Regions from separate parts of the Macaca mulatta genome. Here region 2 is linked to region 1. The links are chromatin contacts, called in public Micro-C maps. All regions are on one chromosome and are shown on one strand. The core of a region is the stretch at or near the end of the contact, and the rest is flanking DNA. Distances in the headings are between cores, read along the strand shown. Region 1 has its middle 280 kb from the start of PTGER4. Region 2 holds the start of LOC144341268.

The links. Hi-C and Micro-C count contacts between places; a contact is called where the count stands out from the background.
Region 2: a Micro-C map of CD4 T cells shows a contact between it and region 1, with 12 times the contacts expected there. The contact joins the promoter of LOC144341268 here to the enhancer-like site in region 1. A contact is called at or near these places in 3 of 14 Hi-C or Micro-C datasets (CD4 T cells, blood and liver).

Annotation. Positions count from the first base shown.
Region 1 is chr6:41,476,423-41,481,539 of T2T-MMU8v2.0, reverse strand. No RefSeq gene overlaps it. Among named protein-coding and RNA genes, the nearest start is that of PTGER4, 280 kb to the left of the region's middle. Within about 2 kb of position 2,164, at least 2 of the 40 cell types and tissues checked have an H3K27ac peak or open chromatin away from gene starts, as enhancers often do. A contact at or near this core is called in CD4 T cells, where this site is marked.
Region 2 is chr6:41,759,354-41,764,281 of T2T-MMU8v2.0, reverse strand. LOC144341268 reads left to right here and starts at 2,438. Exons shown (of 4, transcript XM_078004355.1): 1 at 2,438-2,513; 2 at 2,843-4,432; 3 at 4,666-4,760. The coding sequence starts at 2,438. The coding sequence ends at 3,792. It overlaps PTGER4 (prostaglandin E receptor 4), which reads right to left and starts at 3,448. Exons shown (of 3, transcript NM_001266046.1): 1 at 2,955-3,448; 2 at 1,567-2,482. The coding sequence starts at 2,439.

The DNA.
Region 1 (5,117 bases), core at 915-3,414:
TATCTTGGGACACAGGACAATGCTTTGTCCCTGCACAGGTCAGATGGGAAATAACTGAGCCAGAATGCCTTGGAGTATCTCCCAACCACTAAGGGCTGGTGAATAAATACTTCACATCTTTGCCTTTGGTTGGAACAATCCTAAATTGCGTTCCATATGGCCTCTCCAAGGGTCTCTGGAATAATTGAGCCCAATAGCCCACACAGTAGGGTAACCAACTTACCTCTGTTTTACTAGAACTGTCCCGGTTTTAGCATTGGAAATTCTGTGTCCTGGGTCACCCCATTGATTCCATGCAAACTGTGAGAGTTGACCACACTACCAGTAGAGGTAACTGGTTCGTCAGTGTTCTGTCTATTGGTTCCCCACTTCTTGTCTTACTTCCTTACAACCTCATAGTGATTCCTGGAATTATCTTCAAAATAAACTACAGATGCTCCCCAATTCACAATGAGGTTATGTCCTGATAAAGCATTGTAAATTGAAAATGTGATTAAGTCAAAAATGCATTTAATATACTTAACCTACCAAATACCATAACTTAACTTAGCCCACCTTAAACGTGCTTGCAACACTTACATTGGCCTATAGTTGGGCAAAATCATCTGGCAACACAATGTACTGTACAGTATTGGTGTTTTTACCCTTGTGTGGCTGAGTGAGAGCTGCAGCTCACTGCCATGGCCCAGCATCATGTGAGAGAATCACACTGTTTTCTACTGAATGTCTATAGTATGTGTACCATCGTAAAGTTGAAAAAGTATAAGTGGAATCATTGGAAGTCAGTGACCATCTGTATTGCATTCACATTTTTGTCTCGACCTGCTTTCAGGGGAATTCAAGTGAAGCCAGTTGATGATATTCACGCTTGTGAGGGTGTAGAGAAATAAGGCGACTCATACATTGTGTGGAAAGCAGAAATTTTCATAGCCCTTTGGAGGGTGATTGAACAGGCTTATGAAGTAGGAAAGTAATATTAACTTCTGTCAGTGTGACTCCAAAGCCCATGACTTGCATTTCAAAATTGCATACACTTTGAATCAGGAATTCTTTGTTTAAGACTTTCTTCAGTAGTAATGCCCAAATGAGCACAAAGATGTAAACATGAAGATGCTCTCTGTGGATTGTCACACAATAAAAAAAATTAAAAATATCTGTCAATGTCTGTCAAAATATCACTGATAGGGGAATGATTTAGCAAATTTGTAGTATAAGCATTCTATAAAACACTATGAAGCTATTAAAAAGCATGAGGTCATAAACGTCTATGATATACTGGTAAGCAAAGAAAATCAAATTAAAAATGTGTATCATGCTCTCTATATATCTGCATTTTTTCTCTCTCTTCCTGGAAACACATGTATACACGCATGCACACACACACGCACAAACACACAAATTATTAACATAATACCACTGGAGAGAGAGTTGGGTTGGGGGTGAAGGTGGAACAGAAGAGGTTATGAAGGAAATTGCCTCTATTTATTTAATGATGATGATGATGATGAAGTTTTTTTTTTATAATGGGTGCATATTATTTTTAAAATGGAAAAAATAAAAAGAAATGCATTGTGTTTAGAAATGAACACCTGAAGCATTCTTCACCATTTTAATTTTTCATAAACTCCATCAATATTGGCAGCAAGGGAACTCGAGATTTGAGCTGCTTGTTCTTCTGTCTTACATATAAGAGTGTAAAAGTGTGTTGTAACCAAATTTAAGTATGTAGGTGACCTAAAAGATAATTCATTAGAGAAATTGTCATATTGGATAATTGGTAGATATCTAATGGCTGTTGACACCATTGTTTTACAATGAATTTCTTGCTCTTTTAAAGATGAGAAAGACTACATAGACAGAAAATATATTCGGCTGGTGCAAAAGTAATTGCAGTTTTTGCAATTGAAAGTAATTGTAATACTTCAAACACTCATTATAGTTTTCAAAAGCAAAGAAGAAAAACCGTAATTACAAGGGCAAACAGGAAATTAAAATCAACTCTAGCTGTATACCTAAACCTCTTCCATTTTTTTGTTTCTTTATTCAGGAAATTAAACAATGTTGAATGACAAAGATCTGCAATCTCTCAAGTGGTTGAGAGGAAGTATGACATTGACTTAGGAGAAGACTATGGCAAATGATGCTGTAGTCAGGAAGAATAAATAGATTTGAAAAAAAAATACAGAGAAAAACTAACCACAGAGAGAGCCAACTCATTGTTGCTTTTGGGTGTTTTTGTCTCCAGTTTGTTTTCCATAGACTTCAATGAGTGTGGATGGATTTGAGAGATTACATACTCCCTAGTTACAGTGAATCTAACAATGAAGTAAGAAAGACATGTGGTTGCTGTTGAGAAACATGGTCTCTGCTTGGCCATGTGACTATGAGCAAAGCATCCTCAGCTTAACTTTCTGTAGACTGGGAATAATTATGTTAACTACAAGTTGCTCTGAAGATTAAATGAGGACATGTACACCAAATCACTTGGTTTAGATAGCATTACTCATGTGTTGATTTTTATTATTATTCTCTTTCTATTTTTTAAAATTCTTGTGTTGGGGTGAATAATAAGATAACCAAAAGATTTGTAAAAAGCTTTAGTAATACAAGATTTTTGTAAAACTACTCCTCATAACCTTTAACATGATCAATGTGGCTTGTGGATATCCATGGATACTCAAGAGGAACAATTAAGTGACATTGATAAGCAGCAGCAAATAGTGTCTACTAAACCTGCTTGGTTAATAACATAGGGTTCATTCATTCAACTGATATTTCTTAAGTATGAACTATGGTTCATGCACTGTTTTAGATGCTATGGACAGACAATATTGAGTACAACAGGGATTCCACCTCAACAACTTAGAATCTAGTGTAATCTAAAGACATTAAACATACTAATCATAATTCCAAGTAGAATACCAACAGCTGGAATCAGCCAGTCCTTTTTCCTACTAAAATCTCTTTAATCATGCCTCCAAAACATGGACTTTAACTACAAAAAGATAGAGATTTTGTCCAGTTCTAAAGTTCTATGAGTGATTACCCTCAACTTGGGTTTAGCAGTGAAGGCTTCACAGAAAACTACTTTTGAATTGATCTTTGAAGAATGGGTAAGATTTCCCTAGAGAGGGGAGAGGAACATGGCTTTTCAGGCTGTGGGAAGTATGCAATTTATCCAGCAAGTAGTCAAACGTGGAAGGATGGAATGGGGGTTGAAAGTGGAAATTTGTAATCACATGTTGTCACTAGCCAAATCCTCTGTCTCAATTGTCTTTATCCTTTCTCCACCCAGCACTAACTGAAGTTGGAGATGCTGGAAGAGCTGATTCTTCTTACTCTTAGGTGACATCTCACAAGCTAATGTGAATGGAGGACCATTGAAAGATCCTCCTAACCTCCAAATTCTGGGACCTCAAATCTGCTGAAATGTTCAAAATTTCCATCATGAGGATTAGGGCTCCAAGTTAATTCATCGAGGGCATTCTTTTAAAGATATTCATAAAATTGGTAGTGGTGGCTTGGTTAGTGACCAAGATGATAACACTTTTCTATGAAATCACTCATCAAAGTTAGAAGGACATAGGGATTTCCTAGATATGAAAGAGAAGAAGAGGAATGGGCTGGGGCAGTGGTCCTTGCCTTGAAATTCCTGAATTCACTGGGGTTTAAGAAACTTAACATCAATTGGTATAATGATAATAATGCCAATAATTACCATAGCAGCAAAAGCAACAGCAAAAACAATAAAAAATTTGTTTTCATTGGGTGCTTATGTTGTACCTGTGTTTTACACACTTTCTTTATTGTCTCCATACCCTATGGGCTTGATTTATTATTATCACCTTCTAGATAAAGGAACTGAGAATTGAAGAGGTTAAATAATTTATTAAAAATCACAGAACCAGTTAGTGGCATAACTAGAACATGAACTTCTGTCAGTGCGACTCCAAAGCCCATGACTTAAGAACATCAAGTCACCAAGGGGACAATCAAAACAAACACTGTTTACACCATACCTTTATGTACATTCAGACCTGGGTACATAAGAGGATCATGCCAAATAAGGGATAGGTAGTGGTAGAGCCATGGCTCCAGTCCCCTTCTTTGGTCACCCTTGGTTATGGATACATTATGGATACTAGGAAGCACTTTGAATCAATTCCAGTGTGTTTTCACTCTGAGGTTTCTGTGGTAGATTGTGATTGTGGTCGTCTTCTCCTGCTCGTGTGTACCCTCTTTATGACAGCTACTAATAGCTTGCCTTTCTTTGTCTGAGTATTGCTATGTTTAAACAACAGTATAGGGAGAGCAATATGGTACTAATTAGGGTATTCCAGGAATGGGTAAATTCCACTCTATACTGGGCTACTTTAAAGCAGGTTATGTGATTACCACCATGGACTATTATTCTAACCAGAGGTCATTTTGCCGTCATGGACAATGTCTGGAGGCATTTTTGATCATCACGTTGAGGATGGGAATGCTTTTGTCATGCTGTGTGCAGAGGCTAAAGATGCTGCTAAACATCTGACAATGCACAGAACAGCCCCCAAAGCAATTATCTGGCCTGGAATGTCAGTGGTGCCAAGGTTGAGAAACCCTGTACTAATAAGACACATTGGAAATTAATGTCATTTTTACAAAAATTTCTACATGGCAGTTAGAGGAAAATGAGCATATTTTTATTCCTCCTTCCAAAGTTATTGTTCTTCTTTCACAACAGTCATGCTATTGTATGTGAAATGGGGTTTACTCACATTGAAGGTATTGTTATTGTTATGTTTTTCGTTTTTTGGAACTTGCTGGGGCTGCATGTGTTTCCTGGAAACAGAAGTATAAGATTCTGTATCTTCGTTATCGTGGTTTAAGAACATCAAGAATAGCTGATTCTTGTCTTGTTATAATGGCAAATATACACTGGTAATGCAAATGTATGCTTTATGATGTTTCAATAGACACATATGTGCTTTATTTTAATTCTTACTGTGGCAACTCTTAAAAGATACACTTTATTGTAAAGTATTTGCTTCAAGTCAATCCTCTTTTAGGCATGATGTCCTTACAGCAATTTCCAGCATCATTAGGCCTAGAAATATAAAGTACAGTTGCTTGGT
Region 2 (4,928 bases), core at 1,189-3,688, 280 kb before region 1:
ATAAAATGTATTTATGTGGCTCAAGTGTGACTTAACTCTGTAAATTATATTGGGTCCTGGAATGGCTTAAAGGCTCTTATGGCCAATTATATTTATTACTGTTTATACAAATTGGTAAGAAGCTACTGTATTCTGGCTCTCAGCCCCCTCTAAGTTCCTTCCATTTACAGTCACTTTTATCAGAGATATAATATTTCTACACCAAAGATCCCTGGACAGTATTAATAAGGAAAAGGAAGGAATAATAGCCTATTACATTTTATTTTCTCTTGTTCCCAATAAGCATAAGAAAAAGCAGTTATCTCTTTTTGAGTTGGTAGTTTAGAATTTCCAGGAATGTGGGGTTTTGGAAGATGGAAGAACTCATAACTAGTTGCTTTCAAGAGAAACTCTAGATAAAGTATTGCATTCTTCTGCCCATCTGCTTCTGGTGCATTCCATTTTAGTCAGAGGCAAAGTAAAGAACTAGGTAGGGTTTGAGCCTTTCTGTTTATCATATTTTAAAAGTTAATCCAAAGGCAATTCTTAAAAGATGAACTAAAAATGAAGTGTACCAAAACTCCAACCCACGCTTTACAAAGGCCAAAATGAGAAATGTTCTAGGAGGGAGACGTGATGTAATAACACAATGAGCTGGGTCTGGCCTCAGACGGGCCAAAGGTCCATTACAAGCTGTAGAGCTTTGGCTTGAAGAAACGAAGACAGCCATCTCTAAATCTCGGTTTCTCTAAAATGGTACTGTTTCTTGCACAGTTGTAGAGAATTCAAATCCCATACCCCATGTATACCAGCTTTTCCATAATTAGTCACCCTGAGAAACTTTGCTTTCCTGGCCTACACAGAATGAAAGAAACTGAGTCTGGACCCTGCCCCGTGTATGAATTAGAATTTGTGTGCTTTAAGCTGCCCTCCCAGGGCACACCATGGTAGAGCAGGGAGCCTAGCTTGACTCTGTAGGTTTGGCTGGATTATTTTAAGCATATCATTCACTCCCTCAGTGAAGTGAGGGAGTTAGACTAAAACACCTCTTGATATCTCTTCTAGCTTTAAAATTCTACGCAATCCACCGGGGGGGAAAAAGTCAAAAAAACTTGCATAAATCAAAACACCAAAAACCCCACTTTCCTTAGAAATGGTTTACAACGAACAGATCACCATCCCTGACGTTTCAGCTTCTGCAGTTCACAGTTCACAGTACGGAGGAGTGGGCTAAGTTACGCTACAGCAGCTTCCCCTCCACATCTAACAGAGGGGGTGGGGGTTTTCTTGGAAGACTCGGCCAATGTCAGGCAGCGAGGGGTAAGGGCTGTCCCGGTAGAGAAAAAAACCCAGGCTTTCGGGAACATAAACTGGGGGATGTGGGGGCAAAACACCTGCTAAATCTCATTAGGACTGGGACTTCAAAGAGGGTTGGGCCCGCTCTGAGAAAGTGTGGGAATCCCAGCCCCGACCTAAAGGAGACACGTTCACTGCCAAAGACTGAGAGGGAAAGCGGGGAGCGGGGAACGGAGGAGGGAGGTGGATGCGAGAAAAGGGCCGGGTGGGGCCCCAGCCCTGGTCACTCACCACGAGCGGGATGGAGCAGATGAGCACCACCAGGGAGGTGGCAATGAGTAAGATGACCATCTGGATCTCGGCGCCCGCGATGCGGCGGAAACTCCGGCGGCGGCGAAAGTCGCTGAGGCGCGGCAAGCCTGGGGAGGCGGCGGGGTGGCCCCGGGAGACAACCGAGGTCACGGCTGTCGCGGCCGCATGGTGCTGCTCGGTGCCCAGCGAGGTGCGGCGCATGAACTGGCGGTGCATGCGGAGCAGCGCGCCGCACACAAGCACGTTGCAGAGGACGGTGGCGAGAATGAGGAAGGAGCTGAAGCCCGCGTACATGTAGGAGTAGGCAGCGTGCGCCGTCACGTTGGTGGTCCAGTCGATGAAGCACCAGGTGTCTGGGTACTGCAGCCGCGAGCTACCGAGGCCCATGTTGGGCAGCGCGCAGAAGAGCACGTTGGACGCATAGACTGCAAAGAGCGTGAGGCCCGCCAACCGCTTGTCCACGTAGTGGCTGTAGAAATAGGCGTGGTTGATGGCCAGGTAGCGCTCGACACTCATGGCGCAGATGATGCTAAGGCCGGACAGGCTGAAGAAGAGCAGAATGAAGGTGCTGTACTCGCACAGCGGCTGGCCCCCGGGCCATTGGCCCTTCATGTACGTGGCGATGGTCACCGGGCTCACCAGCAAAGTGCCCAACAGGTCGGTGACAGCCAGCCCACATACCAGCGTGTAGAAGGTTGTCTCCTTCTGCTCCTTGCGCGACTTGCACAGCACCACGATGGCCACCAGGTTGCCCACCACCCCGAAGATGAACATCACCGCCGGGATGGTCACTGGGCTGTTCAGCCGGTCGGGGCTCAAGGAGGTGGACGCATTGACCCCGGGAGTGGACATGATAGTGGCTGGCGGTGCGCAGCCTTGGAGTGCAAGGCTGGGTCTGGGGATGGTAGAAGAGAGACAAAGCTGCCGTGAGCGGAAATTACCACTTGTAAGGTGTTAGACGCGCGCCCAAGAAACGATACACTGATAAGCCAAGGGGAGCAACTCGATCCTACTTTCTGGATTGTAGCCACTTACCAACTGCGGCCACCAAAATCTCTAGGCTCCTGATACGTCCTGCCAGCAGCACACTCTTGCTGACATTAATATTTATAAACTGCTTCTCCCATTCCTCTTCCTCCCCTCAACCCAACTCACTCCATTGCCAAGATGAATAAGAGCCATCTCAAGGGAAAAGTAGCTCCCTATTGCTATTCCCGATAGATTCTGAGTCAATGAAATTCTCACTGAAAACAAGTTACAAAAGCAATTTGGAGAGCGCGCTCTTCCCTTCTTGGCTCTCTTCGGCGAGCGCCGCATCTCCGCGTTCCCTACCCGTTGACCCCAACGCCAGCCCAACGCCATCTCACCTGTAGCAGCAGCAGCGGCGGCAGCCTCGCGAGCCCCCAGGGTCAGCTCTCAGATGTCCTGGCCCGCCTCCAACCTGCTTTCACCTTGTCCCGCTCAGTCTGGAAATTGCCAAACCTTCGGCTTCTCAGAGCCGGTCTCAGTGGCTGCCGATTTTTGGACACTGAGGTCAGAGTTGCCAGCTTTCAAAAACTTGGGAAACAAGAGGGGCAGCTGGATGGGTCAGTGAAGAATGGTGCTGGATTTCTTGTTCGCTATTTTTTTTTTTTTCCTTCAAAGACGAGTCCCAGCTTCGCAGTGCCCGCTGGTCTCGTCCGCTGGAGGACAGCGTTCAGGTGTGAGGCCACGCGCGCAGGTGGCGCGGAGCCTCGGTCCCCAGTTCTGGCCGCCCTCCGCCCCAGTCACGGGCAGCTCGGGCAGCTACCGGAGTTTGCGGCTGCCGCTGAGGCCGCTCCTGGCTACCTGGGGGCGGCTCGGGGTCCACTCTGCCCGAGGCGCTGGCCTGGGGCTGTTCATCTTCCTCTCGGGCTGCCGCGCTTGGAGCTCCGCTCTCGCCTTTCCACCCTCTGTACAAACTTTTCTCCTCCTCCAAGTTTCCCTGGCGGAGGCGGAGGCAAACCGTGCGCTGCCCGGACGCCCATTGGCCGGATTGGAAGGGGGCGGAGCGCGTCCTCCCTGGGCGCCGCTGGGGAGCCCGGCGGGGGGCGGTGTTCGGGCTGGGGCGGGGCTGGGCTGCGTGGGGCGGGGCGGCTTCCGTGGTTTTCCCGCCCCCTGAGCTGCGGAGTGGGAGCCGGGAGGAGACCCTGGGAAGCCCCGGTGCTTTCCCCGGCAACCGCTTAGCCGCTCCTGAACTCGGCTTCCAGTGGGGCTACCACTGAAACCAGCGACCCTTTCCGCCTTGCTGCCTGCCGCTTGGAGTGGACTATTTCTTGAACCTCCTGCCCGCGGGCCGCAACATCTAGGTCGTGGAAGAGAGGGCAGTTGCTTTAGCATTCTACCTAGGGTTGGCCGAGAAAGGAGGAGAAATGGGGTGTCTGTGTGCGCTAGCGCGTGCGCCCCTGGGTTAGACTTGGGTGCGCCCAGCGGACGTGGTAGGTGGGTGAGTGGGTACCAGGTTGGGCGGGGAAATAACGAAGAATCCATCCTCTCACCATAAAAGGAGTTGGAGTAATTTGGCAGTGACCGGGCTGCGGGCTGCGCTTGGTAGGGCACCCCAGGCGAAAAAGGAAAAAAAAAAAAAAAAAAGAAAGAGGAGGAGACAGTGACTGCAGCCTCTCCCGGCGCAGGTGGCAGAACCTTGCAGCTTTCGAGAGGTGGAGCCTTGGTGGGGTTGGGAGGACTGCCTAACTGCGATCTTTTTCTCCATTCTCTTTCCGGGGAACTTCTCCGCCCTGAAAGGGTAGAGTGAACTTCATGCCTTCGGCCGTGTTATACTCCTTAGACCCCATTCACCATAAATCCTTTGAAAGACTAGTGGAGGGTGAGAAGGGGGTTTGAAAGTCACTGGGGTAAAGGAATTCTCCAAGCACCACCTCATGATTAATTTTTGGAAAAGCCTGTTTGCGCGGCCCTTACAATTAGTTTGACTTGTCTAATGGTGAAGTTTTTCTCTGTACTCCTTCTACTCTGTTTTCTAAAACTAGAACTAAAAACTTAAAAAATTGTAAAACTTCATGGTGTAATTAAAATCCCTTTACCATTTTTTTTTTAAAGTAAGATTGTGTGGCCCTATTGCACAATTTAAATTCCTGGAGAAACCTCTTCCCATCTGCAGTGTACAAGCATTTTAACGTATGTCTCCTCACATGGTAAGTACATAACTGGATTCTTTTATATGATAAGCAGGTACCCATTTCTTAAATGTTATTTCTTGAATGAACAAACCTCCTAACTGGTTCTTCAGTTGGTCTCAGCAGCACATGGGTAATAGGAGAAACTAAGAGGACTTTCCGATTTCAAGTAATTACAGGTCATAA